Linked DNA regions of Mus musculus: all the other regions are linked to region 4. Evidence: chromatin contacts called from public Hi-C and HiChIP or PLAC-seq data. All regions are on one chromosome and are shown on one strand. Each heading gives the region's core, a stretch centred on a gene start, on an enhancer-like site or on the middle of the called end of the contact. The rest is flanking DNA. Distances are from core to core; before and after follow the strand shown. Region 1 overlaps Efl1 (elongation factor like GTPase 1). Region 2 has its middle 37 kb from the start of A530021J07Rik. Region 3 holds the start of Efl1 (elongation factor like GTPase 1). Region 4 holds the start of Mex3b (mex3 RNA binding family member B). Region 5 overlaps Efl1 (elongation factor like GTPase 1).

Region 1 (3,449 bases), core at 237-2,736, 180 kb before region 4:
TATGTACTCTCCATGTGTTCTTCTCCTTCCCAGGGTGCCTGCCTCCCCTTCTATTTAGACTTTGGGGTTCAGATGGGGCAGATGGTTCAAGAGGACAGACACTAAGACACATTATGTCCTTCATGCTGTGCCTCATCTTACAGTCTTCTTTTTCCTTTTCTGTAAGACTCTGCTCATTCTTTAAGAGAGAGATTGTGTACGTGGTTTGGGGTTTTTTGTTTTAGCTTTCTCATAGTGATTTGATCGTAAGAATTGTTGTTCTGAAGAGAAATGAAGGAGTGAATGAGTGTGGATGAGGAATGAATGTCCCCTGAGGAGGGAAAGTGTGGACAGTGAGTGGGCAGAGGAGGAAGATAGGAACCTGGAGGCAGGTGAGCGAGTAGCTGAAGTTGGTGTGTGGCTGTGTGTTCTGACCCTTGCCAGGTGAGACTTCAGTGCTCTGTACAGTGGCAGATGTGATGTGTGGCCACTGAAGGTATTTCAGACTCTAGAGCATGCTGAAGAGTTGAAGGGCACTCCCCAGGCCTCAAGTACATTTATGTACCACTTAAAATTCCTCTGTGACTCATCCTTCATCTTTTTATAGATAATAATGGTAACTTTTCCTATACTACTTTGTTTTGTCTTCTGAGTATTTTTTTTAATAGTCTTCATATATTCATATGTTTTGGTGGAGCAATCAATTCTCTGTAAAATTGTTTTACTGATTTACTTTGTCTTCTCACTCCATTTTAATACTCATTATGAAATTACTATACTTCATAATTACCATTACATTTAATACTTCATGTGTGAAAACACCATACAGTGTTTTCAGATATTCCCGAGTTAAGTCGCCATCCCTACCTCATTCTTTTCTATCTTGTGGGTGCGGTTTTTCATATATGTTGTACTGCCTTTGAGTGAAGACATCTACCATTGGGGGGTGATATGATCTCATTCCCATCTCTGCTATAGTAGATATACTAAGCCAGGGCCAGCAGAATATTCTTGTCCTTTGGTGTAGATTAGCAACCACTACATAATGACAGATGGTGAGGAGAAAATGGAGAAAGACATGCCCGGCACCTGCTGGATGCTGGATCTTTGCTCTCATTTCCCAGCTCCCTCCTTGGTTGGAGATGATGTCTCTGTATTCTCTATGGGATTGTGTCAGGGATTTCTCTTCTCTTCTGCTGGTCTCTTCATCTCTGAGGCACAGACCTGGTAAACCACTTCAGAGGTCAAGCTTTAACTCCACCACCATGAATAAGCAATTGGTTTCAGTTCATTAAGCTCTTAGGATATTCCTGCAACACCACTTAGATCCAACAGCAGCTCTTCTTTCAGTTTGACTTCTGAGGAAGTTATAGCCTTAAGGAAAACAAACAAACAAACAAACAAAACAGTCACATAGCCTGTTGTGTTTTATAAAAATAAAGAGAAGAGGAATATGTTTGGTGGAGCTGCAATAAGGTGTGAGGGAAGGGGTTGCCTCTGGGCAGCCCATGCTGAGGCATCCCTTCCTCCTGAGGGTCCAGCCACACACTGGTGTAGTATAGACTAGAGTTTATTCGGGGCATGGGGAGGGGAGTTGAGAGGGTGGTAGAGACAGAGAAAGGCAGAGAGGGAGAGAGGAGTTGAGGCCAGCCATGAGCACGTGGAGAGAGAAGGAGGAAGGGAATGCAGAGAGAGGAGGAGCAGGAGGGAGAAGACAGAGCAGAGCTAGAGCCAGAAGGCTAGAGAGAGGAGGAGGCAAGTGGGCGGGGCCTAGACAGAATGCTAACATAGCCAGAGGAATTGCACAAGAGTTTGAATGCAGCTGCCTGGCTTAAAAGCTTATGTCTTCCACGGCACTCTGTAGAGCCTGCCTTCCAGGATCCTAGGACACATCAGCACCCCACTAACTCTGAGTAGGCAGCTCTAGCCTTTGTCCCTTTGTATGTTCTGTGCCTTTGCTTTTGCTGTTCTGAATGGTAGTTCATTAGAAATTGGGGTTTTCCAGGAAGACTTGCCCTGCTGTCCCTGGTCTTTTTGTGGCTCTGTGTCCTTGAGAACCAGCTTTTAGTAGACAGACAGGTAGATACCCCTTTTCTTTTGCGTCACCTGCTCTCTGTGACCTGTGTTAGCCTATAGCATGGTTGTCATGGCACTGACTGCAGCAAGCTTCTGTTACCTGTGCTAGCCTATAGATGGTTGTCATGGCACTGACTGCAGCAAGCTTCCCTGCCACCTTACTCTCCCACCAGCATCAGAGCATGCCAGAGCATGGCAGCTGTGCATGGCAGCCTGAAGCCAGCTGAACTTCCTTTGCTGTCTCTTCCTTTCTCATCTATGTGCCAACATGACCTTCATCTCTAGTCAACATTCTCACCTCTGGTCCCTAGTGTTGGTGGCTACCCTCTGTTTAGGAGGTGGTTGGTTATCTGTAACCTAGCTAACTCACCACCCACAGAGCCCTACTTCCATGCAAACAATTCCTCTTTGTTCTGTATAAATACTGGATGTCTAACAGACACTTAAGTGACGGCTATGGATTTCTCTTTGCCTGCTTTGTTCCCTCTTCTAGCATCCCAATGCCTGTACCAGGGCAGGACACAGTAGGTATTAATCAGTGGGCACCTAAATAGCAGGCTTTGATTCATTTTATACTAATTGATCACTATAAATGCCTATTATTTTTGTCTGGTTTACATTTACTTATTTACTTATTCTAGGAAAAAAAATCTTACAGCTCAAGTGTCTTAGTTTCCTCTCTATTGCTATGATAAACACTGTGACCAAGCCCCTGCAGGATGAAAGAATTCCGTGGCTTATAAGAGTGTGCCACAGTTCATTATCGAAGGACTCAGAGCATGGGCTCATGGCAGGAACCTAGAGGCAGAAATTAAAGTGGAAGCCAGGTGGAACTCTGCTTAGTGGCTTGCTTCTCCTGGCTTGCTTTAGCCTTTCTTATACAACCCAAGACCACCATCCCAGAGGTAGCACTATCAGTTACAATCAAGAAGGTGTTCAGAGACTCACCTACAGGCATTTTCTTAATTGGGATTTCCTCTTCACAGATGACCCTGGCTTGTATTAAGTTGTCCAAAACAAACAACAAACAAACAACAAACAAGCAAACAACCTCCTAGCCTCAAACTTGGCAGTCTACTGAGTTCCAAGACTATGGGGGTACAGTACCAATATCAACTTAATGGTGATTCTGTGCCATGCCATGAACTTGGGCTTTAGTATTTAATAAAATTATATTTCTTTTTTTAACCAAAGCTAAAATTAAATTTCTTTTTCTTAAGATGGTGATTTTTAATTTTTACTGACTGGAAGATGGTGACTGTGGAGTTTGGACCCAACAAATTACACTTGAATTGTGGCTCATATAGTATCCATTAAACTTTGAGTCAACTTTCTTAAGCTTCCTAAGTCTCTGTCTTCCTGTGTGTGAAGTGGTGATGTACAGTGTGCGTCCC
Region 2 (3,358 bases), core at 573-3,072, 240 kb after region 4:
ACTGGCTGGTTTTGTGTTTCAGCTAGGCATAAGCTAGAGTCATCAGAGAGGGAGGAGCCTCAGTTGAGAAGATGCTTTCATGAGATCTGTCTGTCAGATGGTTTTTCAATTAGTGATTAATTGGGGAGGTCCCAGCCCATTGTGGTGGTGGATCACCATCCCTGGGCTGGTGATCCTGAGTTCTATAGGAAGGCAGGGGTAAGCAAGCAAGTAAGCAGCATCCCTCCACAGCCTCTGTGTCAGCTCCTGTCTCCAGGTTCCAGCCTTGCTTTAGTTCCTGTCCTGACTTTCTCCAGTAATGGACTAGGCTCTGGAAGTATAAGCTGGATTAAACCCTTTCCTCCTCAATTTATGGTGTTTCGTGGCAACAATAGAAACTCTAAGACACCAGGCTTGATAGCAGGTACTGTCACCTACTAGTCCATCTCACAGCCAGATAGTAATGCTAATTGGCACACCCAAATGAAGGTGGGCTCTGCCAGGCATCCTTCTATGAAGTTATCATTGTGTTTCTATGATGAATAAGAACCATGTGGGGACATTCTTAGAAACTGTATAACTACCCCTTTATACGTCAAATCCTCACCTCCTTGTCTTGAGACTCCATTGGTAATTCTTGCCTGAATAAATTACTACCATGAAACATGACAAATAACGATTTTTTTCCTTCCTTAGAATAAATGTCTTAACCCTCTAGTCTTTTAGATGAATTTAAGAACAATTTTACCAAATACTTAACAAAGATCTTCAGGGCCATATGAGTGAGTTGGGGTTATCAGAATGAAACACCACAGGCAGAGTGACTTAAGCAGTTGAGAAATTGATTTTCTCAAAGCTCTGGACATGACAAGTCTTGGGTCAAGGAGCTAACACAGTCAGGGATGTTCATTCAGGGCCTCCTGCAGCCTCACTGTGGGAGAGGCAGAGGCAGGGCAGGGAATTGAGAGAAGGGAAGATTCACAGGAAAGCCTTTCTCTGTGTAAATAAGCCACTGTCCTGTTGGCTTAAAGTCCTGTCCCTATGAGGTCATGCACCTCAATTCCTTCCAGCCCCCCACCCCCACCCCCATCCCAAAGTTTGTCCCCTGGGAGGTGTGAGCTACAACTGGGTCTAGGAGGAGGCAGACACCAGGCAGTTCACTGTACTGGGGTTGTAATAGTAACATACCATTGTTACAAATTAATTCTGGGGAATCCAGATTGCTGTAACAGAAAGTTTGCCTCCAGGGACTTGCCGTATGATTTATTTTTCATAGTCTTATTTTTATTTTCGTGTACTCAAATGCGTGCTTCCCTTCGCTCAGACACAGTGTTGTACTGTTTACCTTCGTCCTTGTTCCTAGGCATTGCAGAGTCTTTCCCTGCTGTCCCTAAGGGAATCTATTTTTCATTATGCTCTCTAACTGAAAATCTCTGAAGCACAGGACAGCTTTCTTTTGTGTACTCGCTTTCCTACATTGGCTAATTCATTCCAATAATTTTCCAACTGATTATCTTGAATTTCTCAGAGGAAATAGTTTCAGTGTTCAGATAATGGGAAAACACACATTGTCTTTCTCAGTATATTCATTTTCTCTCTCTTGTGTGTGTGTTTCTCCTTCATTATGTTTCTTAATCACTGGAGCTTTCAGAATAACACCGAATAGCTGTGAAGTCACAGGGGTAGAGTGGGTGTGGTCCTGATGCTGGTGGTAGATTTTTGTGCATTTTCCCACAGGTAAAGCACAATGAGAGAGGTGCCAAGGCACAGAGGCCGAGAGATAGGCTTGGGATTAGAAGCATGTGGGTCTCCATCCCAGCCCTCTCCCGGATGAGCTATGCGAACTCTAGCTTAACCTCTCTGCTCTTGGATCCATCACACATAAAATGAGAATGGTAGTAATAATTTACTCCTTATGGGCTTGGCAGGAAAAACAAATGATGCTTACCCATACAAAAATATCCAAATGGAAAAACAATAACTAATAAATCCTATGTAAGTGTTTGCCTCAATTTATAAAAATCATGCTAGCTGCTAGATTGAAATATGTTTTATTATTTTAACAAAATACATCTTTTTTTTTCTGGGATGACTAGGACTTTTTTTCTTCAAAAGTGTATCTTTGAAGTTGTTTCTTTTCTAGTGATATAAGGAGATTTTGAAGTGGATTTCCTAATGTTGAACCAATTTTTGATGTGATTGAATGTATACTGCCCTGTCTTGATGGAAGGAAAGAGTAATTTAGAAGTGAATATAGCACAAAAACTTAAAGGAAGAATAAAGGTAGCAGGAGCTGCACAAGGTAGCCACTATGCCCAACTTTAACAAATAACTATCAGCTTGGAGCAAGCTTTGTTACTTTTGCTTGATCTGAATTACGTTATTAATGTATTTTTTCCAAATTATGTATTCCTACATAAGATATTCACATTTGTAAAGCAGACTAATTTTAATTGGTTGAGGACTTCATAGATGAGGACTATTTCTAAACACTTCTGCTCCTCCCTCTGCCCCTCCAACTCCTCCCCTCCCAAATTGACAATCTCTTCTTGAATAATTACTGTTATTTGTATATATATATATATATACATATATATATATATATATATATATATATATATATATGTATATGTATATGTGTGCACACACCTATATGTAACTTGTTGGAGTTGATCTAGTTTTCATATGTTTTGTGATCCACCAAACCCACTTGCTTTTCTTTTGAAACCAAGACTGTATTCACATTGAATAATACAAATTACATTTTTATATTACCATTTTAGGTAAATAGCATTGAACATTTATTTTTATTCTGTCCCCACTGGGTTCTGCCTGTCCACATCTTGGACTTTTAAAGCCTACAGCTTTAGGAAATGGAAGACAAAAAGGCAGGAAATAAAAAGATTACTGCAAAGTTCTGGCCCTGGCAGATTTTCGAAAGAATACATTTAAAAAGCCAAGCTTACCCGTGTGATCTGGCGGTGGTCCTGGTAAAGGAGAAGACGTTTAAGGTCAGCTTCCTCAGAGACTGAGGGGCCAGTGTGCTTGGCCTCCCACTCTGGGAGCCACACCCAGATGTGAGGGAGGCAACAGGAGGAGCATCAGATGGGGGTGGACGTGAGGGGGCATCCCTGTTCTCCCCAGCAGCCTCACCATGACCCACTCCAGTGACTGTGAGTGGATTCTGCAGAATTCATCTAATATGAAGGATCCTCATCGTCCACTCAATGTTAGACTCTAAAAGATGCTTTGGAATCCTTCAGTGCTTGGATTTCTGTGGCTAAGTTACAGTTTCCAGCTTCAGTGTAAAGAGATGTTTTTAAGATTATCAGAAAAGAATATAAGATGTACTGGCTCTATGCTTAGCATTTATTGATTT
Region 3 (3,080 bases), core at 238-2,737, 220 kb before region 4:
AGTGCTACCACAGTGGTGCAAATGTACCTAACAGATAGTCTTCAACAACAAATGAATATGGACAGATCTTCCATCTTTCCTTCCAACAGGAAAGGAGGCAAAAGATGAGAGGTGGTATGGGGAGGGATGATGGTGAAGAATCTTTGCCCCGTTTTGAGACAATGACTCATGAAGGTAGCCAAAGTTTAAAAACCATTGGCTGAGTGGAACTATGTATGTCATAGTAACTACCCATTTTGTCAAAGATTCTTGTACCTCAGTTATAAAACTGAAAGCAGCTAAGGCAGTGCTCTCGCTGCAACTAAGTGTTTGCAAGGGACATTTCGGCAGAAGTTATTAGCCATGCTTCAAAGCCTAAAGGGGATTCCTCTTACATTGGCAGTCCCCCCAGCTCTGTGGATGGTGATATTATTCTTGAAGAATGTAAAGTCCCTAATATAATGAATTTCCTGATGGGTGGATGGGAAAATAACTTAGTTTGTAGATAAATTCAGATTCAAATACATTTTTTTTCTTACATACAAGATTTTGCAGATTCAAGCCTTAAAAGTTATGTTTGCATCTGTTCAAACATACAAACAATGTTTATTACAAAAGGGGCTGAGAAACTGCTCTCAATCAATATGTGTTGTAGCTGGTTGCCCTTAGAAGGGGATTACAAGTACAAAGGGCTTGGCGTTACTCAGTTACTCTTATTCACTTATCAAAGGTGATCTAACCCCTGGGTAAACAGTAAGCTTGAGGATAGAGAAGAATGTGTTTACTGGTGATGTAAAGTTGTTAGGCAGGACTTACAAACCAAACCTGAGGTTTACGGTGAGGACTATTGCCATTTTTGTCTGTCAGAAAGGCCTCAGGAAAATGTTGCCTTGGCAGGAATAAAAATAGAGTTTAGAGGATGGAAGGTTCTGGGTGGCAAACGAAATACCATGGATACTGTTCTTTTAAGTTAACCAATAGAATCGGTGGGTGACTCCATCACTTACCAGCCATATTTGCTCATACTACTTAGCTGATCTGAACTGTATTTTAGCTTAAATCTCTGGATGGGAAGCCTCAGGGAATGCAAAGAAAATAAGTTTTGCCCAGGAGCTAGCCAAGCAGAGGAAATGGGCAGCATTTAGCAGAGCATAAGGTCGGGGGTGGGGGGTGGGGGGTGGGGGTGGAGTAGGGGTCTCCTCCGGTTCAGGCAAGGGAGTCCTTAGGGGGTGTGCGCGGCGGGGCTCGCGGCTCTGCGGACGCCACACCGGGCGGACGTTTCTTACCCGCAGGTGCAAATCTGGCACAGACACCAGTTCCTCATGCTCTGCGCTCCAGCGTCCCCCTCCGCAGGCTTAGGCTGGCACACTTCAGAGCAGCTACAGCGTCCGCCGTCGTCAAGGCGACCGCGGAACTCCAAGTTGAAGGGAAACGACGTGGCTTCCGGTGATGTTCTAGATGCGCGCGGGTCAGAGGTCACAGGCCCACAGGCCCCGCCCCCAGGCTCCTGCGACTTCCGGTCTGAGCTACCCCTGGAGTCTTAGGTGCGTGGGTGAGGTGCGGCGTGGAGCTGGTGAGTGGGGGGACTTGCTAGGGACGCCGGCGACCAGACGGTGACGGAGACCCGGGGGGGTCATGTCGATTGGGCTGGGCGAGGAGTGTCCCGAGCGGCTGCACTTTATAGGGACCCGGTACTCTCAGCGGCAGCGACTCCAGGAACCCAAGAGGAGGAAGGGCATGCAGACCTCGATTTGCTTCTTTTAATTGGAGAGAGGGGTAGAAGGTGTGTCGTGCACCTGGTGTGTTCCTAGGCACGTGATCCAAAAACTTTTAAGGACACTCAGTGCAGTCACAGGGCCGAAGTTCTCATGTCTGATAAAAGCCAGCAAGCTTGACAGAAAGGCAGACTTTTGGAGGGACTGAAGTAGGGAAGGGTGTGTGTGTGTGTGTGTGTGTGTGTGTGTGTGTGAGAGAGAGAGAGAGAGAGAGAGAGAGACTGACTGTCTGTCTCTGGTGTGTGTGTGTGTGTGTGTGTGTGTGTGTGTGTGTGTATGTATGTATGTATGTATGTATGTGAGTGTGAGTGTGACTTAGCCGGGCGCCTCTGCACCTGGCTCCCAACTGCGTGATTCATCGCATGGCAGATCCGGAAACTCCCAGCTCACCCCACAAGTACTGTCAGCAGGATGTGTGGACTTTACCATGGAACATGGGCCTAAAGGACTATATCCCCTCAGGGCCAGAAGGAAATAGATGTGGCTAAACATTCATTGGGTTCTCAGTTAAGGAATCTGAGGCGACTTGTCAGCATCAGCATCTCCCTCTCAGTTTGTCCATTTGGTTTTCGCTGTTGTGCACACCACCCCCACCCCCACCCCCACTAGATTTTGTACCATTTTTAATTTGCATTTAATGTTTAGTCCCAGGAAATAACCATGGTGCTCAGTGGTGTTGATAAGATGATTCGACTTCAGAAGAACACTGCCAACATTAGGAATATCTGTGTTCTGGCTCATGTTGACCACGGTAAGGCTTTTAGAATTGGGTTTTATTAACAAAGAGGAAATGTCTCTGTTTCATTGGAGCGGTGAGAGTGATGCTTGCTAAGGAGTTGTGTGTTGTGCCATGTCAGAGAAGCATGCTGTAGAACGTTTGAAATAAATGGATTAACGGGTGATTGGTGGTCTGCCCAGTATGTCATACAATGCTTTTGAATTTGGATTTTTGTTAAAATATGGAAAAGTTTCTTGAGATGGTAAAATGTCTGTGGTCTTGGTAGAATATATCTTCTATAAATTCTATTTAATTCATCCTATACTGAGCATTTGCTAAGTTGGCAGTGCTTTTTTAGATTTGTCAGGCCCTAGACATTTATGAGGCCAACCTGTCCAGCCAGAGAAGCTTTAGGGAGGAATCGGGGCTTCGTGGTGAGATGGGCTGGGGGTGGGGTGGGTGAGAGTTTTGAGACCTGGAGGATTGGGTAGCAAAGTGGTTAAAAAGAATTGTTAGACGTGCCCCTTGAGGGGCTGTGGGTGATAGGGGGGGGCAAGCAGTACAAATGGAGGTGTGGAGACAGGCAGAAGGAAGCGCGTGTGTCTAAG
Region 4 (3,397 bases), core at 218-2,717:
CAGGAGGCGTCTCTCCCGGCAGACCTTAACAGGATTAGGGAAAGCCTGGACTACTAGCCTGCAGGGCGCAGGGGCGCGGATAAACAGGCGGGCTCCGGGAACAAAGGACGGAGAAGCGGATGCGCTTTGAGCAGGGAAGGGGCGTCCTCCTCTCGCAGGAGGGAGATGCGCCGAGGCCCGAACCCCGCCCCGGCCCGCCCCTCAAAACCTCCTTTCTTTTCGCTTGCGCTCGGAGGCTATCGGTGGAGAAGCCAGGAGGGGGCGCAGTTCGCCTTGGCCGCCCGCTAGTCCTGTCGCACCCTTCCTCCGCCGCCTCCCCCAACCCGAGAAGCGCACAAAGAGCGCCAGGCCCGACCACACACCTCCCGGCGGGGCCGGGCTGGGCGGAGGGCGGGGCCGGCGCGCTCTGGGCTCCTCTCAGGCACTGCGCATGCCTGACCGCAGGGAGGGGCGGGCCTGGGAGCGGCGGGCGCGCACGCCCTCACTGTTCCCGGGCAGTGTAGGGCTGGCGTCCCGGCAGTGGGCGCGCGGCGCTCGTGCGCGTGTGGGAGCCCGCGGGGTCTCAGTCCGCGCGCCAGGCATGTGCGGGACCCTAGAGGTCACCTGCAGCGGTGCGGGTCGGGCCCTTTCTGCAACCGGTTTCTGGTTTTGGCATTCGTTCTTTCAGGGCCACTTGGGCAAAGTGCTACCCAAGGGGACGGAAATGTGAGCGCGCGCGCGAGTGGCAGTGTGGGCGGGCGTGTCTTTTGTGTGGCGTGCGCTCCCGCGCAGGTGGGCAGCTCGCGCCCAGCAGTCACAATACCAATGGGGCCCAGGATCTCGAGCCTTTGGTTCCGCGTCCCAGGGTTGGGCCGCCCTGTGGTACAGATACCTTGTACAGTATACCGTCCACCTAGTGGTCGCGTCGGCTCCAGGGATGCTTTATTTGGGGGCAGTAACGGGACTTTAGAAGGACCGCTCTTTGGAGCTTGGCGGCTGGCATCACAGTTGGGCGCCTTTTCTTCTCAACCTGGAGAGGAAAGAGACTTGAGGACAGTGGTTGTCCTCGGCTGATAGGTACATATAAATGTCCCGAGCCAGCCGGTCCCGCATTAGACAACAAAGAGAGGCGTTCGCGGCGGCGGCGGGGGAGGGGCGCGGCCGGGAGGAGGCCGGGGCGGGCTGCGGCGAGCTCGATGGGGGTGGCGCTGGCTCCGCTCTCTCAGCCCCGGCCTCCGCCCGCCCCCGGCCTGGCGCGCGCCAATCGCCTCCCCCAGCGATAGTGTCAGTAGCATTGTAGTGTCAGCTCCCGCCGGTGACGTTGCGCCTCCCTCGTCCCCCTCCGGAGCCGTCTGGCTGCAGAGGCTCAGTCAAGAGGCGGGTAGGAGAGGAGGAAAAAGCGCTGAGTGAGGGCGGGCGGGAGGGAGGGAGGGAGGGAGTGGAGGAGCCGGGGAGGGGCTCCTTAAAGAAACGCTGCTGTCGCTCGCCTGTTCGCTTTGCGCTCGGCATTGTGGCCAGCCAGCCGGGCACTCGGGGGGCACGCGCGGCCGCCGCTCGAGCTCTGCCCCCACCCCAACCGCCAGCAGATCTGGGGTGGGGACCCAGGCGGGGGCTCTTGCAGCCACTGCCCGGTGCGGATTGCACGCAGAGACCCACTCCTCCGAGCGCCGAAAAACGAGCCACGGAGCCCTCCGCAGCCGACCGGCCTCCCCGCCCCTGACTGCCGGCTTCCCGGCTGCCTTTGTGGCTGCACCTTCTAGCTGCCGAGCAGAGAGCCGGCTGGGGCGCGGCGCGCACGGCGGAGCGATGCCCAGCTCGCTGTTTGCAGACCTGGAGCGCAACGGCAGCGGCGGCGGCGGGGGAGGCGGCGGCGGGGGAGGCGGCGGTGGCAGCGGCGGGGGAGAGACTCTGGATGACCAAAGAGCCCTGCAGCTTGCGCTCGATCAGCTCTCCCTGTTGGGACTGGACAGTGATGAGGGCGCCTCTTTGTACGACAGCGAACCGCGCAAGAAGAGCGTGAACATGACCGAGTGCGTGCCGGTACCCAGTTCCGAACACGTCGCGGAGATCGTAGGGAGGCAAGGTGGGTCCGGCAGGGATGGGGACCGGAGGGGTGTGTAGGATCTCCGCCACCGCCTCACTGTGAGGGCGGGTGCAGGAACGGGAGCTGTGGCGCGGGGGAGCCTTGGGGAGGGAGGAAGAGCCGCGCGATGGGCCGGCGCACTAGACAAAGAAAGTGCAGGCAGGCTGTCTTCCACAGCGGCGCCAGTGCCGCGGCGGGATGCACTTTCTCCTGCTAAAATCACTGCCTTTTCCTCTAGTGCTCCAGACTTAGTCCACTCTAGGAAAGATGTTTAAAATATAATATACTGGGGGAGGGGACCTCTGGTGGTCCTTTGGGAGGGGGCAGTATGGGGGGGGGTCGTCCGAAGGGATGAGGATTCGGGATTTCTGCAAAGCGGAATGGAATAGAGTCCAGGGAAGGAACAATGGGTCCCAGGACTGCCATTCTCTTAACCCCACCCCTAGTCCTCCAGAGTCTAGGGATCGCGGCTTCCCGGGAGCCCCTGGTCTTCAAGGCAATCAGTGTGCTCAGTTGGATACCAGCAGCATCCCCCTAGATGACTTTTCTGGGGTTCTGCGCTTTGCTTGGGACGACTGCAGTTACCGGGGGAGGGCCAGGCAGCCAATGGGCTATTTATTCCTCGAGCGTTTCGAGGACAGAACCGGCGGTCCAGCTCCTAGCGCGGTTCGGGGTCAGCGAGGGAGACGCCCCCTTTCTCTGGTCGCGTGTTCTGCTGCCCAGCTGCCTTGGGCGCGGGCTGTCCCGGGTCTCCGCGGTTATCCTGGGATAATGGGCGTGTCTCTTTCTCTATTTCTCCTACTCCCTCCCTTGAACCCTGGCTTCCAGGTTGTAAAATCAAAGCTTTGAGGGCGAAGACCAACACTTACATCAAGACCCCAGTTCGCGGGGAGGAGCCTGTCTTTGTTGTGACGGGCAGGAAGGAGGATGTGGCTATGGCTCGGAGGGAGATCATCTCTGCCGCAGAGCACTTCTCCATGATCCGAGCCTCTCGTAACAAGAACACGGCTCTCAACGGAGCTGTGCCCGGACCGCCCAACCTGCCGGGACAGACCACTATCCAAGTGAGGGTGCCATACCGCGTGGTAGGGCTCGTGGTGGGTCCAAAGGGCGCCACGATCAAGCGCATTCAACAGCAGACACATACATATATTGTGACACCCAGCCGAGACAAGGAGCCAGTTTTCGAGGTGACTGGCATGCCAGAGAACGTGGATCGCGCTAGAGAGGAGATCGAAGCTCACATCGCGCTGCGCACCGGTGGCATCATCGAGCTGACAGACGAGAACGACTTCCATGCCAATGGCACAGACGTGGGCTTTGATCTGCATCACG
Region 5 (3,559 bases), core at 875-3,374, 200 kb before region 4:
CATCAGCACACCCTCAACATCACTAATGATCTTCCCTCTTCCTCGTTCTGACCGCACTTCGTTCCTTATGTTTCTTTCGTGTTTCTTATGTCTGAATTAGGACATGGGGTTGCCTTCTTACCCAGAGTCTTAATCCAGTGCTAGTTCTGTCCTATTTTAAATTCCTTCAAGACTCGTGCCATTCAGTTGCTCCTTTTCTTTAGTATTATGAACTCCTGATGAGGCTCCCAGAGGATTTCGACACTTGACTTCTGATTTTCTCTTACATGTGACTTCTCCTGTTGGGTCCAGGAAGGGAGCCAAGAAAACTCACTTGAGAGACAGAAGCTTTAAAACAAAAGTTTTATTTTTTGAGCTTTCAGGGAGGCAGCCATTTCGAGATGTGAACCTTGCCGCCGAGGAGCATCTCTGTTTTATTGCAAAGAATAGGAATACAGAGCAAGGAGGAGCTGACGTTATGGGTGAAGCTAGGGAGTACCCGTTGGAGACTGGGCCATCTCCGGGCCACCTGGCTTAAATCATTCTCCTAGACATTAGGAGTTCAGAGTCATACGGGGACAAAGGAATGAATGAGTCAGCTGCTTGTAGTGGGCATAACAGGCAATTAGTTATATATTTTTATAACTTATGCACCTTGGTTTAGATAACAGCACTTTCTATATTCTTTACCAATTAACGGACAGTTAAAACATTTGGAGAAGTGGGATAGTTGTTCATTCGTAGGCTTGGGAACATGACCAACTTCTTTGGCTCTGCCATCAAGATGAGGAAGTTGTCCCTGAGATGTTTGGACTCACAACTGTCTCCTCATAAGTTGTCCCTGAGATGTTTGGACTCAGACAACTGTTTACAACAGAAGCTGTTCTGCTGTAGGGAAGTCCTCAGCCGACTTAGTGCCTGGGACCTTGGATTTAGTTTCTGAAAACAAAATGGTATACTTAGAATAAGGTTTTGTTTTGTTTTTGTTTGTTTGTTTGTTTGTTTTGCTTGTTCCCAACTCTCCAACATAGCTTTTACCATCCCTAAAATGACTTCTCTTATGGGTTGACCTTTCAGTAACTATGCTATTTAGCATTTCAAATTTAAATACTTGCTGTTGAGCCTGGTAGGATCATGCACTTCTCCCACCTACTCAGGCATCTATAAGGAGGATTGTTTCGGCCTCTGATTCTGAGAGTAGCCTGGATTACATAGATCTCATCTTGGGAACAACAGAAAGTTCCACACGTGACCAGCTGAGGAGTAAAAACGGTAGTAAGAACTCAGTCAGTAGTAAGAACAGTCAGATTTCACTGCGCCCTTCTTTACTGGCTTTGCTTTCCCCTGCTCTTCTGCCCACATGCTGAAATACCACCTCTTTATTTCATAAGAGTCTGAGCTTTCTGGGCCCCATTAGCCTCCTTTACTTGATCTGTGCCTTCTACAGCACAGGGATGTCCCTTGACCATCTGTTTTCCCAACATCTTCGTCCAACATTGTTTATGCTTCCTTGACCCTCTAGCACTTCCTCCAGCAAAACTCCATCCTGATGAAGTTCGTTCCCTACACTTCTCCCTCTTCAGCCTTATATAGGCCAGCTTTCCACTGCTTTCCTATGGACGAGGTTTTGCTCATTCTCCCCAACAGCTATTTGAAACCTCTTGGCAGTCTTTGACATACCCCTCAAACCCCTTTCCAGACTCAGCAGACATTGCTGTTTTCTTTCTTGCAGAAAAGAAGTCTTAGCTGTCTGCCACCGTCCCTTAAACTGTAACTATGACATCTTTGCCTGTCTTCTGTCTTTAGAAAAGACATGTGTTCTGGATTCAGGCCCCACTTAGCATCTTTCCATCTGTGTCTATCTTCCTCCAGCTTTGGCCTCTAAACACAATTATGTATGTACACAGTTCTTTTCAACTTGAGTTCTTGCTGCATTCTTCTCTCTGGCCCAGGTTTCCTACTACGATTATTCTCTCAACTACTCTGATAGGCCCAGCATGTTACAATAATGGCACACACTGGCAAGGTGACGTTTGCAAGAGGATTGGACATTAATGTCCGACTCCCCTTCCAGGGTGGTGTAGCAGAGTTGAGTCATCAGCAAGTAATGACTCATGGTAGTGTGGAAGTACAGCTGCTCTGTTTACTACAGCCACAACAGACCAACAAAGGGAGGGCTGTTCTCTATGATGTGAAAGTCCAGGATGTGGCCACAGTCCTGATAGCTGGTGTGGACTGAAATTATACTGAAAAAAAAAACCAAAAAACAAAACAAAAAGAAAGAAAGTGAATGAAGTAAACCATGGGCAGCATTGCATGGTCCAGTTTGTTTCAGGTTGGAGGCAGATCCAGAGAAAGCTTTTGGATGGGTTGCAGCCAGAGGAAAGCCTACTTTGTTCATTACTCCTAAGTCATTAATCTCTTCCTACCAAACCCTCATTTGAGACTCTGAGTCTACACCATTCCTCTTATGGTGAGCTGCTCATGAGGATGACCCCCATTGTCTTGCTCCATCTTCCCACTCCAGAATGCCTGAGAAAAAAGGGCATAGAACTTACTGACCCTGAGTGCAGCAGCAGGGATGTGTTTCAAACACTACTTGAAGATTTCTGTTACAAATTGGGAAAACCATTCCTATATTTAAGACATTTATACTATATATAAACATATTTAATACAGTATTCCACAGATAGAAGATAGTGTGTCTTATGCCTTATAATCTACCAAATAAGCTGTATTTGCATTCTGTTGTAGTTACCAAATACCTGAAATAATTCACATAAAGAAGAAAGGTTTATTTTGGCTCAGGAATGTGGAGGTTTTGGCCCAGGCTTGTTTGCCTGTGGTTGAGATAGCATACTGTAGATGGACCGTGTAGCAGAGGAAATATCTCACTAGGAAGTGAGAGAGAAAGGAAGAGACTAGAGTCCTGCTCGCCCCTTGGAGGGCACTGGGTGACCTAAGACTTACCACTGGGCCCCACCTCGGAAGGCTTCTGCTATCTCCTATCCAAGCTAAGGATGCGCCCTTAAGAGATCCGCCAGACTCAGACTACAGAGGGCACTCTATTACTTGTATAACCTAGCCTTTCACATTGATTTAAAACACAGACAGGGGTAATATGGAGGAAGACCTGTAGTCAGGCACTCTGCAGGGGCTGCGTAATTTATGTATATAGTTGTGACTCTTCTGTCTTCAGAAGTGTGCGTCAGATAACTCAGTTTCTGCTTGTGTTGCTGCTACTTTTGGTCAGTTAGATTCAGTCTTCCTTTTCTAATACACTGAAATATAAACAAGGTGCTTCCATGAAGTTCAGATCTCTACCTGAAAGGTGAATTTTTCTCTTGCTGAGGGACGTTTTCTCCTGAGCTTTCATGAGCATCTATGGTCACCTGCCATGTTTTGGAAGAGGACTACTTAGTCCACAGAGCAGCCTTTAGCCAGGTACTGGAGACAACTTGGTTCAGACAGTTTCCTCAAACCACCCTAAAGTGAAGGGTATGGCAGAGTGTTTCCCATAACCCCATTAGCAGGAATCGAGAGATTTCTACCATAAAGAATTTCAGATGGACTTTTTTCT

Evidence for each region. Hi-C and Micro-C count contacts between places; a contact is called where the count stands out from the background. HiChIP or PLAC-seq counts read pairs in DNA pulled down with a chosen protein or histone mark.
Region 1: an H3K27ac HiChIP or PLAC-seq map of acute myeloid leukemia shows a contact between it and region 4, with 4 times the contacts expected there. The contact joins the enhancer-like site here to the promoter of Mex3b in region 4. A contact is called at or near these places in 9 of 39 promoter capture datasets (the 3T3-L1 cell line, the C10 cell line, the HPC-7 cell line and 6 more), 3 of 484 Hi-C or Micro-C datasets (the C10 cell line, embryonic stem cells and palatal mesenchyme), 18 of 115 datasets of contacts at active chromatin or transcription factors (the 230-238 cell line, the SCID.adh cell line, acute myeloid leukemia and 12 more) and 1 of 9 other capture datasets (embryonic stem cells).
Region 2: a contact with region 4 is called in a Hi-C map of uterus, with 5 times the contacts expected there. The contact joins the enhancer-like site here to the promoter of Mex3b in region 4. A contact is called at or near these places in 14 of 39 promoter capture datasets (the 3T3-L1 cell line, 3T3-L1-derived adipocytes, the HPC-7 cell line and 10 more), 8 of 484 Hi-C or Micro-C datasets (CD4 T cells, large pre-B cells, olfactory sensory neurons and 1 more), 22 of 115 datasets of contacts at active chromatin or transcription factors (the 230-238 cell line, SST interneurons, VIP interneurons and 17 more) and 3 of 9 other capture datasets (adipose tissue, liver and pancreatic islet).
Region 3: a contact with region 4 is called in an H3K4me3 HiChIP or PLAC-seq map of embryonic stem cells, with 23 read pairs. The contact joins the promoter of Efl1 here to the promoter of Mex3b in region 4. A contact is called at or near these places in 7 of 39 promoter capture datasets (the 3T3-L1 cell line, the HPC-7 cell line, hematopoietic stem and progenitor cells and 3 more), 16 of 484 Hi-C or Micro-C datasets (CD4 T cells, CD8 T cells, the N1E-115 cell line and 9 more), 9 of 115 datasets of contacts at active chromatin or transcription factors (the SCID.adh cell line, astrocytes, bone marrow-derived macrophages and 5 more) and 2 of 9 other capture datasets (adipose tissue and liver).
Region 5: a contact with region 4 is called in an HNF4G HiChIP or PLAC-seq map of pancreatic cancer cells. The contact joins the enhancer-like site here to the promoter of Mex3b in region 4. A contact is called at or near these places in 7 of 39 promoter capture datasets (the HPC-7 cell line, embryonic stem cells, frontonasal cranial neural crest and 4 more), 5 of 484 Hi-C or Micro-C datasets (CD8 T cells, the N1E-115 cell line, embryonic stem cells and 2 more), 9 of 115 datasets of contacts at active chromatin or transcription factors (the SCID.adh cell line, astrocytes, bone marrow-derived macrophages and 5 more) and 2 of 9 other capture datasets (adipose tissue and liver).

What each region holds. Positions count from the first base shown.
Region 1 is chr7:82,687,180-82,690,628 of GRCm38.p6, forward strand. The region is part of intron 12 of Efl1 (elongation factor like GTPase 1); the gene reads left to right. Among named protein-coding and RNA genes, the nearest start is that of Efl1, 40 kb to the left of the region's middle. Within about 2 kb of position 1,487, at least 64 of the 459 cell types and tissues checked have an H3K27ac peak or open chromatin away from gene starts, as enhancers often do. A contact at or near this core is called in acute myeloid leukemia and hippocampal neurons, where this site is marked.
Region 2 is chr7:83,110,284-83,113,641 of GRCm38.p6, forward strand. No RefSeq gene overlaps it. Among named protein-coding and RNA genes, the nearest start is that of A530021J07Rik, 37 kb to the right of the region's middle. Within about 2 kb of position 1,823, at least 4 of the 459 cell types and tissues checked have an H3K27ac peak or open chromatin away from gene starts, as enhancers often do. A contact at or near this core is called in uterus, where this site is marked.
Region 3 is chr7:82,647,127-82,650,206 of GRCm38.p6, forward strand. Efl1 (elongation factor like GTPase 1) reads left to right here and starts at 1,488. Exons shown (of 20, transcript NM_175317.3): 1 at 1,488-1,552; 2 at 2,400-2,505. The coding sequence starts at 2,415. Saxo2 (stabilizer of axonemal microtubules 2) reads right to left here and starts at 1,402. Exons shown (of 3, transcript NM_177894.4): 1 at 1,266-1,402. The coding sequence starts at 1,303.
Region 4 is chr7:82,865,866-82,869,262 of GRCm38.p6, forward strand. It overlaps Mex3b (mex3 RNA binding family member B), which reads left to right and starts at 1,468. Exons shown (of 2, transcript NM_175366.3): 1 at 1,468-2,062; 2 at 2,891-3,397. The coding sequence starts at 1,786. Gm36584 (a long non-coding RNA gene) reads right to left here and starts at 1,431. Exons shown (of 5, transcript XR_003946820.1): 1 at 1-1,431.
Region 5 is chr7:82,662,722-82,666,280 of GRCm38.p6, forward strand. The region is part of intron 4 of Efl1 (elongation factor like GTPase 1); the gene reads left to right. Among named protein-coding and RNA genes, the nearest start is that of Efl1, 16 kb to the left of the region's middle. Within about 2 kb of position 2,125, at least 71 of the 459 cell types and tissues checked have an H3K27ac peak or open chromatin away from gene starts, as enhancers often do. A contact at or near this core is called in pancreatic cancer cells, where this site is marked.